Regions from separate parts of the Oryzias latipes genome. Here region 2 is linked to region 1. A link is a contact called in public Hi-C data. All regions are on one chromosome and are shown on one strand. Each heading gives the region's core, a stretch centred on a gene start, on an enhancer-like site or on the middle of the called end of the contact. The rest is flanking DNA. Distances are from core to core; before and after follow the strand shown.

Region 1 (2,700 bases), core at 139-2,638:
CGAACAGCAAGGACGTATCACCATGATGGTGATTTTGATCCATGCAGGGGGGGTTGCAGAGGGAGGGGAAATGGGCAGACCCCAGTGAGGTAATTGGTCAGATTTTGGAATCAGACTGTCTGCTTGTCCCATCAAAACTAACTGGTGTACTTGTTTTGAGTTTTTGTCTTTGCAACTGGTTCTCCGGAAATGTTTAAACCAAACTAAAGTGCACGTTTGGGCCCGTGCGAACATTTGCATGGAGATGTTTATCTGACAGATAACTTATGGAAGAGCTTCCCATCTGCTGACAGCCCCAGCCCTCCAGCTCCTGCTGTCCTCTTCTCATGCTTAAGCCCTGCTGCTCTTGTCCTTATTTGGTCTGAAGACAAGGCTCCTCTAGGAGGTCCTGGAGGTCTCACAGACGCATTCCAGCCACTATTGATCCCATACAGCACTGTGTGTCTGAATCCAAGGCGGGATGACAGTCCAATTCTCATTTCACATGTGTTCATACAAAACAGCTTTCCCTCACTGCTTAAAGAACACCTCTTATGATCATTTTTCCTTAGTCATGTGTCTGGACATGGTCTATGATGGGGGGGCGCAAACGTTTTGCAAAGGCGGACAAATTTGGTGAGGTAAAAAGGTTTCAGCCTGACATTCTTTGAACTGTTTTTATCACATTAAATGCAAATGAACTTTTTAATGAACATTTCAGTGCAGTGATACACTTTTCATTTGTTCACAGAAATAAACCCCATCTAATTAGGTTTTAACTAAATTCTTGTCAATTTTTCCATTTTTCACCTCGTAAACTCTCAATTAGCTCGTCAAAGTTAGCATGTCTTGCCTAGACATTGAACTTCTTGAAAACATCAGAAATCTCTTGACGTATTTGGCAGACACAGTTCTCATAAAACAAAATTTCCATTTTCTGCTTATTCTGGAAGCGAAATCCTTCGTGTCAATTATTTTATCATTTACAGTTGACATTTTAGAACTGAGCTAGAAAGGGTCACAAACCGGTTGCAAAACACTGTTATACAACGGCTTAAAGGGCCTATACCATGCTATTCTTAAGCCTTTTATATTAAACCGTATCCATGTCTATGATAACGTATTATATTTAGCACACAAGATAATTAAATATGAGTTATTTCCATAAGCCATTTTTCTACCCAGAAGTAAGACGACTTGATCCCTGAGGCTCCAGCTTTCGCTCCATGTGGGTGCCGCCCACTTCATGACGTCATCCTAGGGTCAGTCTCAGGAGTGTGTCAGCGTCTTGTCCACGAAATCCACGACATCCAAACGTTTTCAAAGATGGATGTGCATCTTGTGCATATAAAATGAAAGCGTTTTGGCAGAAAAAATGGGTATGTTTTGTAGCCTGGGGGGGCGGTGCGGGCAGTGCAGACTCTTTATGGAAGGGGCTCTTCTCACTGGTCTACGTCAGCTCGTGAGAACCCGCTCGTTTTTGTGGGTTGGGAGGGGCTGGTGCTCAGAGCGCAGGATTTTAGAGGAACACTTAGAAATGCTGATCAAAACACCGCTTTGGGGTTTCTGTTCGTGAGGAATGAACATGTCAGTCAGAAAACTCATGCAATAGAGAATGCTTTATTTTCTATATTTTCTTTTAGTTTGGCATGAGGCTCCATTCAGATACAATAAAACAAGATCTCCATAGAAAACTACGGGTCTAAAACTACCCCTAACGGAGCGACAAACGCAACGCTCGCAGAAATGGATGAATAGGGCGTAGGCGCAGGTGAGTTAATTGGGCTGAACTGCCCGCAGGGTGGTTATAAATGCACTGCTGAGCTGCCTGCCTGAAATTCTCCCAGGGTCATGCATTATAATACACTTAAAATTTAAAAAAAAGACTTAGCATAGCATAAGCCCTTCAAGATGTAATTTAGCCAATCACAAACAAGAAATTGTATACATAGTTATGAGAAAATGCTCAGGGCCACATATTTTTGAGTTTTTGGAAGGAGCCTGAGGGCCAGTAGAAATTTGGCCGAAGGGCCGGACTTTGAACATGCATGGTCCGTAACATCTGGGCCTGCCTAAGCTAATAGTTAATTAGGAGTTTTAGACTATTTTGGTTGTTTGTTTGGTAATTTGGCCATGACAGAATGTAGATTTTTCGCAGACTAATCGAAGTTCAGCTTTTTAGAACTTCATATTCAAGCGTTCTGTTTGATTAGACAGGATATTACTGCCTCCTTGGCCTCAAAAACCTATTCTGTGGTATAATATGATTGTTTCTGAACAAAACAAGTTCTGAATGGGATGTTGGAGCAAAACAGTGTAAAATGAACTGCCGAAGAGATGCCTTTAACGGGTGTCACAGCTAACGCCCGAATACTGTAAAGCTGTCATCAAAATAAATGCATAAATGGATTACAACAGGAGCCCTGGATGTTGTGTCAGCAAGACTCTCTGGTATTAGGTTTAGCTCCGCTATTTTCATCTCCTCTGCAGCGCTCACACACACAACCTGTCCAACAAAATAAAATCTAGGGAAAAAAGTTTGTCCTCATTTCTCTTATTTTGATACCTTTATCTCCCCAACATCAGATGACTGCAAACCTCTGCACAGCAGTCTGGGTGTTAGCTATTGATCAGAGGTGTGCAAATAAATACGAATTGCTTAACTGTGTCAGTAAATAATTCAAAGCGTGTTTTCAGCACAGACAAGCTCCTGTGGAGAAC
Region 2 (3,072 bases), core at 490-2,989, 140 kb before region 1:
AATGGCTGGGTCTGCGCCACTATTCTTGTGACCTCAAAAGGGATACAGCAGGTTCTGATTATGGATGGATGGATGGATGGATGGATGGATGGATGAATTGTTTGAGGTACAGGTTTTGTTGACAGAAAGTAAGCTATGATGAAGAAGCGGTTGACCTCTGCTCGGAATATGACAGATTCGGTTCCCACCATGTGTCTAAGTGTCCTTGGGCAAGACACTGAACCCAACATCACTCTTTTTGGTCATAAGTGCCACTGTTTGGCAGCTGAGCCGTCATCAGTGTGTGTGCATGGGGGACGGTATAAGTAAACGCCGTTTAGCTTAGCCAAATTGTGTTTGTGCCAAAACCAGGACAAGGAGGAAAGGCAAGAAGAACACACGGGATCCTCCTCACAAATCACACACAAATTCCTAAAAACGCTCAGACAATAATCCATTTTCTCGTTAATAGGCTTTTTAGCTTTGACGTCCTGCTCAAGTTTGTACTTAAAAAATAGATTTTTCCTTTAATGACTAAAAGGTAATGCTGTTTTCAACTTCCTTGACCAAGTAATGGTCCACAAGGTTTGATGTTAACCCCTTCACATCTGAATTTATTTCCAGCGACTGAATTAAAGATCCGCTTATGTTTTTGCTTTCAAGTTGATGGTAAATTAAGCTAATTTTGGAACCAAATGGGGTTTGGTTCATATTTGCATCAATAGACGTAAGGGGTGAAAATATCAAGCGTGTATTTTTCATATTAGATGTTATTTTTTTCAACTTAAAGAAAATCACTTTTTGAAGTTTATGATACATGTTTGTTTTTTAAATAAACTTTTCTCTTTCCTGTCTTTATAACCTGTTAGAATAAAATTGTCATGCTTCAGTGATTAACTTACCAAAGTCATTCTTGCACAAACTGTCCACAATTTCGTTGTCCTTCTCATCAGTTTCCTTGCATGCGTCACACACCCTAGGTGCTAAACACAAACACAATATAAATCAGATCAAGTTTAATATAATTTACTGAAATTTGGAAAGTAAAGTGTGTGGCATCAAACTATTTCCCCCTTTTCAGGTTGTTAAAGTCCCTCTGCTGTGATTTTCTGGACGCTTTTTTACCTTCCTCGGTGACTGGCACCAGGTTCTCGCTGTCTACAGGTGGGATGCACAGGTCGTCGTCTGGCGGGAAGCGCTCACAGTCCAGCATCTTCGGCCACGGGAAGCCGAAGGCGGACATGACGGGCGCGCAGCCGCGCTTCACGCTCTCGCACAAGGACCTGCACGGCTGGATCGGCTCGTCCAGGTCATCCAGACAGACGGGGGCGAAGAGAGAGCAGAGAAACTTCCTGGTGTCCGGGTGGCATTGCTTCTGCACCAGGGGGATCCAGGAGGCCGCCTGCTGCAGAACCTCGGTCATGGTCTCGTGGCCCAGAAGGTTCGGGAGGCGCATCTCCGTGTACTCCATGTCGTGGCAGAGCGGCAGGCTGGCGGGGATCTGCTTGCAGCTGTTCCGTTTGAACAGCAGCTCGTGCTGGTCGAAGTTGAAAAGCGCGCGGCTGCAGTGGGTTGTTGTGAGCAGCAGCACAGCGGAAATGAGGGCTCTCATGGTGGTCGTCCTTGAAGGGGTTCTAAAGCTTGGTGGGTCCTCGTGGATGGAGCGCGCGCCTTTGGCCAGCACCCACTGTTAACGGGAGGTTTTCTTCCAGACATGACTGGGAGGAGTCTGCGCAGAGACCTCTTCTCCATTCTGCACAGTTGGTTTCCTCATGTCAGGTGAACCTTGTGGACATATTTGTCTTCTCAGGGAAATAAAAAAAAAAAACTCTGGGTCTGAGAGACATAATGCTTTCTAATTGTAGCTCTTAGTATTTTACCAGCAGTCATTTTCCTGACAGCCTTCCTCCCTTTTTCGTCTCCAGCCCTGCATGAAATCATAACAGAATCTGTCTGACAGCTTTTCCTCATTAGGCTTAAATCAGCAGAAACATAGCCAGAGTGATCCCTCAGCTCGCTGTGTTTCGACCCGTGCTGTAAATAGTTTGGAAATGTCAGTGGGGGCATTTAGCTCAGTTCAATGGAGCGTTAATTTTCCATCATTAGGAGTGGTGAAATCCTCTGGGCAGGTCTGCAGGTTCATACCACATGGTGAAATATGGCTTGGCCTGGTGTGAGAAGCAGACCTCCTCTCAGCACACCCGGGGGGGGGGGGAAACCAAATCTGCTCCCCACCTTTGCTCTGCTGCTCTGGCTCCTGTCGGCCCCCAGACCCCACCAGGCTCCATGCAGCAACAGGATTCTTCTCAGACTTGGACCTCAGGACAAGTGGAGTTTAATTTTTTTCCTCAAGATTCAGATTCTTCATCTGTGCAAACAAGTGCATGCTGGGGACTTAGTGAGAGCAGAGAAGTAGAATGCGAACCCTTTAAACATTAAAGACATCTTTCTGATGATGGAGGAGATATACTGTGTAAAGAAAACTAAGCTCAAAATTGCATTTCTGAGTATTTCTTTATTCAAATCGTGAATCAGGAGCAGATGAAAAAAATAATGTTGGAAAAAGCCTTGTAGGGGTGAAGTAGAAGCTATGGTCGCGGGCCACAATCTCCCTGCTCTGCTCCATTCTGATGCATCTACTCGCAGACAAATAGATCCACGAACGTCTTTGTTTTCCTCGTTTTAGATGGAATCTGGTTTAAAACTGTACGACTGCATAGCTCCAATATTGCTCCCCATTTTTGTTGCACCTGCAATGTTAAGTTAGGGGTGTGAGGGGCTGTGAGCTAGAGGGAGAGAGCGTCAACAAAGGGATGATGGGAAATAGGGACAGGCTTACTTCATGCCAAGAGTTCAGCCTACATCATCTCTGAAGTGAATTTCTAAAGAACTCATACCGCTGTGCAGAAACTTTGTCCTAGAAAATGACAGTTTTTGTTTTCCATTTTGGTCTCAAACGGCATAATCGTAATTAAAAGACCACTGGGAACGCTTTTCCAATAGATCAAAAGAGGATTGGAGTGGGACTTTAACAAACAAATAACCTCTGAAAAATTGTCCCAGTTGGCTTTTTTAACTACATTTTATTCAAGT

The links. Hi-C and Micro-C count contacts between places; a contact is called where the count stands out from the background.
Region 2: a Hi-C map of gastrula embryo shows a contact between it and region 1, with 1.7 times the contacts expected there. The contact joins the promoter of sfrp2 here to the promoter of pdlim3 in region 1.

The regions. Positions count from the first base shown.
Region 1 is chr1:20,737,425-20,740,124 of ASM223467v1, reverse strand. It overlaps pdlim3 (PDZ and LIM domain protein 3), which reads right to left and starts at 1,388. Exons shown (of 7, transcript XM_023958077.1): 1 at 1-1,388. The coding sequence starts at 43.
Region 2 is chr1:20,872,750-20,875,821 of ASM223467v1, reverse strand. sfrp2 (secreted frizzled-related protein 2) reads right to left here and starts at 1,739. Exons shown (of 3, transcript XM_023958131.1): 1 at 1,105-1,739; 2 at 882-962. The coding sequence starts at 1,591.